Regions from separate parts of the Macaca mulatta genome. Here region 2 is linked to region 1. The links are chromatin contacts, called in public Hi-C maps. All regions are on one chromosome and are shown on one strand. The core of a region is the stretch at or near the end of the contact, and the rest is flanking DNA. Distances in the headings are between cores, read along the strand shown.

Region 1 (3,406 bases), core at 307-2,806:
GCGATTTGCAGACAGCGATTCTCCTGTCTCAGTCTCCCACAGTAGCTGGGATTACAGGCGTGTGCTACCATGCATGGCTAATTTTTGTATTTTTAGTAGAGACAAGGTTTCACCATGTTGCCCAGGCTGGTCTCGAACTCCCGACCTCAGATGACCCACCTGCCTCGGCCTCCCAAAATGCTGGGATTACATGCATGAGCCTGGCCACTTCGTGTAGTTTAAAAATCACTTTCAATTCAAACCCTTTCTGAGGTTGTCATTACTATTATCCCCACTAAACAGAAGCCCTCAGAAAAGCTAATTTTGATTCTGCCATTTGCCCTAATCCGTGTTCCCTTAAGGCAAGTCCTTTCAAAAGTCTAAACTTCAGTTTCCTCTTCTATAACATGTGTATGCCAATTAAACGAACTCTCTGCCAGGCCACAAGCCATGACACAATGGAAAGGTAGTTGGGCTTTGGGGTCAGGCACAACTACGAATTCCAGCTCCTCCACTTAGTAGCTGTGTTATCCAGGGAAGGGCATGTTCTGACACTGGCTGACGCCTAACTGTGTGCACACATAGACAATTCTTTCATTGAATCTTCAACCCCCTGAGTAAAGTTAATCTTTAATCTCCGTTTTGAAAACTAAGCCAAGACACGGTGAGGCTGAGTAATTTATCCTTTGTCACCCAACTCTAAAAGAGCTGGATTTGCGCCCGGCATGTAGATTTCAGCGTCTTCATGGTAGATCGCCACCCTCAGTTGCCACCTGAACAGTAAACTCGCTCCACGAAGTGGCTGAGCTGAATCCGTAACTGGAGCGAACCAGCCGTCTGGCTTTGGAATGCAGACCGCCCCTGGCCGACTGCCAGAGGCGGGAGGCCTGAAGTTTGGGCTTCTTGCCGCCCTACCCTGTCCACCACAACGCTGTTATCAAGCCTAAACTTTTAGGAAAGGCACGAAATTAACTCACTTTACACACAGAGATACACAGTGGGACGATTTTGGCTTTTTAAGCTAACTCAGAAAATGGAGATACGGGCTGGGCGCAGTGTCTCACGCCTGTAATCCCAGCACTTTGGGAGGCCGAGGCGGGCGAATCTTGAGGTCAGGAGATCGAGACCATACTGGCCAACATGGTGAAACCCCGTCTCTACCAACAATACAAAAAATTAGTAGGACGTGGTGGCACGCGCCTGTAGTCCCAGCTACTCGGGAGGCTGAGGCAGGAGAATCGCTTGAACCCGGGAGGCGGAGGTTGCAGTAAGCTGAGATCGCGCCACTGCACTCTAGCCTGGGCGAGAGAGCGAGACTTCGCCTCAAAAAAAAAAAAAAGAAAAGAAAAGAAATTGGAGACATGGCAACCGAAGGCACCTCCTCCCGCCTGCCTCCAGGTGGCGCTATAGGACCGGTCCACCTTCCACAGCGCAGACGCCTCAGTTTGGCCTCCCTCGGAGGCCATGCAGCGGAGAAACATGACTTCGTGGCTAGAGGGGCATTTCCTAGGAGACGCCCATGTCGCCGCGTAACCTTCACATACTTCCGCTTCCGGTTCTTTATTCCGGAAATTGCTCTCAGAGGCAGCGTGAGGTTGTGCTCTTTGTGAAATTTCACCATGGCGTACCGTGGCCAGGGCCAGAAAGTGCAGAAGGTTATGGTGCAGCCCATCGTATCCTACGCAGGATGTCAGGACTGGGAGGTTCGGGCCAGAATACGGGGTGCGAAGGCGCAGACTGAGAGCAGGCCTGGGGTAGCGGAGTACGAATCCACATCCCATGAGCCCCCGGGGCGACCAAGACTGGAAGAAAGCGCGGGTAGTTGAAGAACCGTGATGGTGGGGAGGTGGTCTTGGGTGGACCCCTGCCGTGGGGGAATGCAGGAATGGAGGCGGCGAAAGGAGGGAAGAGAACTTTAGGTGCGGAGTGAAAACGGGAGTTAAAGGTTTCGGGAAACTCCAGGGGAATGAAAGTAGAAGGGATGTTCTTTAATCTTTAGAAGACCCCTAATGAATGCCCAGCTGGGCACTTTTTGTTTGCGTAAGCACCAGACCTCGCGTTCAGTATACCAAGGTGAGACGGGAACAGGGTCGTCCAGTTGTTTCAGGAAGCAGTCTATGCTGCTTTTGTATTTTTTCCTTAGCCACTGTGGTGCAGAACCTCATCTTCAGATACTTACAAAATGTACGTAAGTTGCTTGTTTCATAACTATTTTTTAAATAAGAGATGAACTGATTTAGTTTTTTGTGTTAACCTGAGTGATCGCTGTGTTCTAGAATTTAAAAATAGATGTAACTGGAGATTGAAGGGTAATCGAGGGGAAGGAGTACTGAGAAAGCACTAATGTGGTGAAGTGGTGTGTATCCATGCCACTTCCCAACATGCAAAGAATTGTATTATTACTTTGCAAGATCAAAAATACTTTTTAATTCCAAAAAGTATTATCAGCAGACTTGAGCATGGTATTTGGGCATCAGTAGTTTTGTTAGTAGTGATTATGCCTAGAACGTTGGAACCTCTCCCCTTTAAGATGAAACACATTGGAAGAAAAAACCAACTTAAACCATGTCAAGAGGTGGTGTGTTTAATATCTGTTGGAAAACTTAAAGACGGAAAAAGAAAGAAGGGGTAGCTTCAGAGGAATTTGGTGGCAGCTGCTTTCCTTTGGGGGGAACTTTAGCAACTTAAATTTTATAGTGTGACAGCACAACTGAAAAACATTAATTTCAGGTGATAATAATTTTTAACCACCTGAATTGAGGGCTCCTGTCCTGGTTGTTAGGTGTGTGACATGAGAAAGCTTTGTTTTGGAACTGGATTTTGCTGCAAGATATAAGCCCTTGGTCATTAGAAATTGCTGCTTTGTGCTATGCTGTCAAAAACTTTCACTCTTAAATAGATTGAAACCAGAAGCAGTAAGAAATGTTGAGTCCCAAGATCACAGGAAAATTATTAGGTTATATAGTTCCAATATAGAACTTATTAAATGAAAATTCTCTTTGAGATTATTATTACTGGTGAATAATTCTTAGATATGGGCTAATTAGTTAAAACTCTTGACTTACATTCATTACAGTTTTTTTTAGGAGCCATATTTCTCTTGTCGTTTGACCAAAATGGTTAGGTTTTGTGTACTTCAATTTTGGGAGGGGGGCGGGGGAGGGGGCAAGATCTTGCTTAATGTTGCACAGGCTAATCTTGAACACCTGGCCACAAAGCGAATTATTCTGCTTTGGCATCCCAAAGTACTGGAATTACAGGTGTGAATCGAGGCAGCTGGCCTGTTTTTCTTTTTCTTTTTTTTCTTTTCTTTTCTTTTTTTTTTAAGACGGAGTCTCACTCTGTCCCCCAGGCTGGAGTGTAGTGGCTCGATCTCGGCTCACTGCAGTTTCCGCCTCCCGGGGTCAAGTGATTCCCCTGCTTCAGC
Region 2 (3,406 bases), core at 660-3,159, 560 kb after region 1:
AGGAACAATTCTGGCAGCAGTCTGAATTGTGGCTGTAAAGTTCTGGGGATTATAAGGATCTACACTGTAGAAAGAGTTCCAAAGGTGAAGCCCTTCAGGGTCTTGCTCAAGGTCTGAGTCTGACAGTGAGCTATCACTATCAAAACCATCATCCTCAGCTTCCTCATCCCAATCCTCACCTTCTGGATCAGAACTTGTTTCCAGGTCACTGGATGCACCTCCCAAAATATAATCTATCAGTTTGTTACTACAAGCTGGTCTGGCAGAAATGGGAAGGTCATCTTTTAGGTATGAGTAATCTACTACACTTATTCGGCCCTCTCCAGGCTCCTTTTCCATAGGTATCTCACAAGATGGACAGCTCTCAGAAGGGCTCTGTTCTTCCAAAGCAAGTGGAACTTCTGCAGTTAATAATTCTATTTTTTCTTCAGTGGATTCCTGGGTGGTTCCAGGAATGTCTTCAGCAGCAGGAACAAACTGTGTTGGGTTATCTCTGCAGTGTTTCGGATCCATCCGGAGAAGGTTGTGTTCCTCCTCCAGGCTGTGGTAGCCATTATCCTGGTCAGGGGTGGGTAACTCTTGCCCCTTGCTAGCCTGCTGAAGGAATTCCAGTCGTTTCATGCGAAGATGGTGAATTTCTGGTAGGCCTTCTGTAGAAAGAGGTGGACATCCCTGCCACGAGGCCGGGGTGAGTTCTGCACTCAGCGGCTGGGGATGACAAGGGTCCTCTCTCAGGCAGCTGCTCTCTGCGGTTAGTGTCTGCAAGCCGACTAGCTCGCCATTTCCATCACTGTTCTGATAGCTGACTTCTAGCCTAGGAAAGCAGTCCAGGTAGGAGGGGCTCAGCAAATAGGATACCACATTAAAAGTGTCTATGCGTTGAATGTTTAGAGGCCCAGAGAGCGAAGAGCCAAGTTCCCGGTCAGAGTACAGACGGGATTGAAGGCTACAGGGCAACAGCTCCACTCCCCCTAGCTGCTGCTCTAAGAGAAAAGCGTGTGCTGCAGGGTCCAAAGCACTTCCCTTGGCCTTAAGCTCCAATTCTAAGTCTGGGGGCGAACACTGCCAGTGGATCCCCTCCTCTAGCCAATTAAGGGGACTGGTGGCCGAGGAGTCTGAGGAGTCGAGCTTCAGCGAACTCAAAGATTTCTGCGCTGTGGAGGCGGCTGGTTTCTCCCGTCTCTTCAGGGATCTGTAGACTCCAGCAAAATTTAGCCATCTGGTCGGAAACATTCCACCGAAAAGTTGGCTCCAAATTAGCACCTTCTGAAGCAATCCGGGGAGCGGCGCAAGGAGCTGGGAGAGCAGCTTCGTCCAGTAGCTGACCCGAGTCTCGGGCTGGGCGGAGGAAAGCAGTGTGGGGTCCCCGAAGTTTTCCGGCGCAAGAGGCGTCGGGAACTTAGAAGAGCCTGCTTGCGATCGCCGAGGGAAAAAGGGTGGCCAGAACCGGAAGCCCGCCCGAGGGCCAGGCCGTTTCCGCGATCCGCCTGTCTCAGGCTCCATCTCCTTTTCCTTGGCAGTTTCTCGGGTAGGGCCGCGGCGCTCAGCGGCTGGAGGTCGGACGGGATTCGGAGGAAACCTACAGAGTCTCGGCCTTGCCCAGCGGTGGCGTCGGTGCTCCAGGCCGATCTCCGAGCCAGCAGAAAAGCCACAGAGGGCAGCGGATGCGGCAGCGGGCGGCAGAACACAGGGAGAAACACCCCGCGCAATACGCGGCAGCTGATGCGACTTCCATCCTGGAGGGAAAGGACGTTCCCTAGTCGGCTCGACGCTTCAATACCATCGATAGGAGCCTGCCCACGGCCTCGGCGGTGGTTTTCTGAGTGACAGAAGGTTGAAGAACCCCTGAGCAACGCGACACCGGAAGGACTAGGTAGGTTGACTGGTGCGGTGGAAGCGAAGCCCAAAATGGCCGCAGGGCCCGCGCGCCGGCAGGACACCCCCCAGCCGCCGGAAGAGACGCAGGACTGCTGGGCGTCTACGCCACTAGCGCCGCGCCGCCCAACGTCTCTCGCAAAGCCCTGGGGGGGTGGGGCTTTCCGCCCACTTCCGTGTGGCCGCCGATTGGTCGCGCCTGGTTTCCCTGTCGGCTTCCTTACTCGAGGTAGAGCCGCACGGTAGCGGGAGGTTGCATCAGCCGGCGGGATGCACGCATGCGCAGTTGTTTCTGTGTGGTCTCTTAGGCGACCGCCCCAACAGCCCTCTAGGCTAAAGGGCTTGGGTAGGAAAGGGGTTTTCAAGATAACCCGAGAATTTCCCGGAGGCGTTTTGATGGCCTAATACACACTAACGTGTGTACAGTCATCGCCTCGTATTAAATGGGGATTAGTTCCAGGACGCCGTAGACACCAGAATCCGCAGATTCTGGTCAAGTCCCTTATGTAAAATGGTGTAGTGTTTGCATATAACCTACGTACACCTTCCCAGATACTTTAAATCATCCCCTAGATTAAGTAAATTACCTAATACAATGAAAGTGCTATGGAACTAGTTGTTATGTTGTATTTATTTGTATTATGTTTTATTGTCTTTATTTTTCCCGAATATTTTCAATCCATGGAAAGTTGAATGCCCCGTGGGCCAATTATAGGGTTATCGTAGTCTTAAATTTGTATTGTTTGTTTGTTTGAGACAGGGTCTGGCTGTGTCGCCCAGGCTGGAATGCAGTGGTGCGATCTCGGCTCACTGCAGCCTCAACCTCCTGTGCTCCAGTGAGCCTCCCACCTCAGCCTCCTGAGGAGCTGGGATTACAAGCTCGCACCACCACGCCCAATTTTTTTTTTTTTTTTTTTTTTTTTTTTTTTTTTTTGAGACGGAGTCCCACTCTGTCGCCAGGCTGGAGTGCAGTGGCGCTATCTCCCCGGGTTCAAGCAATTCTGCCTCAGCCTCCCGAGTAGCTTGTACTACAGGTGCGTGCCACCACGCCCAGTAATTTTTTTGTATTTTTGGCAGAGACAGGGTTTCACGATGTTGGCTAGGATGGTCTCGATCTCCTGACCTTATGATCTGCCCACCTCAGCCCCCCAAAGTGCTGAGATTACAGGCGTGAGCCACTGCGCTCAGCCAATGTTTGCATATTTTTGTGGAGACAGGGTTTCGTTGTGTTGCCCACGTTGGTTTCAAACTCGGCTCAAGTTATCTGTCCGCCTGGGCCTCCTAAAATGCTGGGGTTACAGGCGTGAGCCACCGCGCCCAGCCTGACAGGTATTTCAGGGTTCTCGTATTGTTGAGTACTATGTAGACCATCAACCTGAGATCTTATGTAAAAGGTGGGCAGTGCTGCGTAAATACATGTCTGGTATGGGGCAAACTAAACTCACAGAGAAGCAGCTCAGTTCCCAGAACTATTTACTCTCTTTTATGCTTCCAAGCAGGCAACATACTCAAATCATATTTATGAATACTT

What was found. Hi-C and Micro-C count contacts between places; a contact is called where the count stands out from the background.
Region 2: a contact with region 1 is called in a Hi-C map of fetal cortex germinal zone, with 2.6 times the contacts expected there. The contact joins the promoter of PPP1R15B here to the promoter of SNRPE in region 1. A contact is called at or near these places in 2 of 14 Hi-C or Micro-C datasets (fetal cortex germinal zone and fetal cortical plate).

The regions. Positions count from the first base shown.
Region 1 is chr1:61,597,299-61,600,704 of T2T-MMU8v2.0, forward strand. It overlaps SNRPE (small nuclear ribonucleoprotein polypeptide E), which reads left to right and starts at 1,557. Exons shown (of 5, transcript NM_001266775.1): 1 at 1,557-1,652; 2 at 2,137-2,163. The coding sequence starts at 1,599.
Region 2 is chr1:62,156,073-62,159,478 of T2T-MMU8v2.0, forward strand. It overlaps PPP1R15B (protein phosphatase 1 regulatory subunit 15B), which reads right to left and starts at 1,910. Exons shown (of 3, transcript XR_003732169.2): 1 at 180-1,910. It overlaps LOC106994037 (a long non-coding RNA gene), which reads left to right and starts at 932. Exons shown (of 3, transcript XR_003732170.2): 1 at 932-1,873. It overlaps LOC144341262 (a long non-coding RNA gene), which reads left to right and starts at 2,160. Exons shown (of 2, transcript XR_013418140.1): 1 at 2,160-2,666.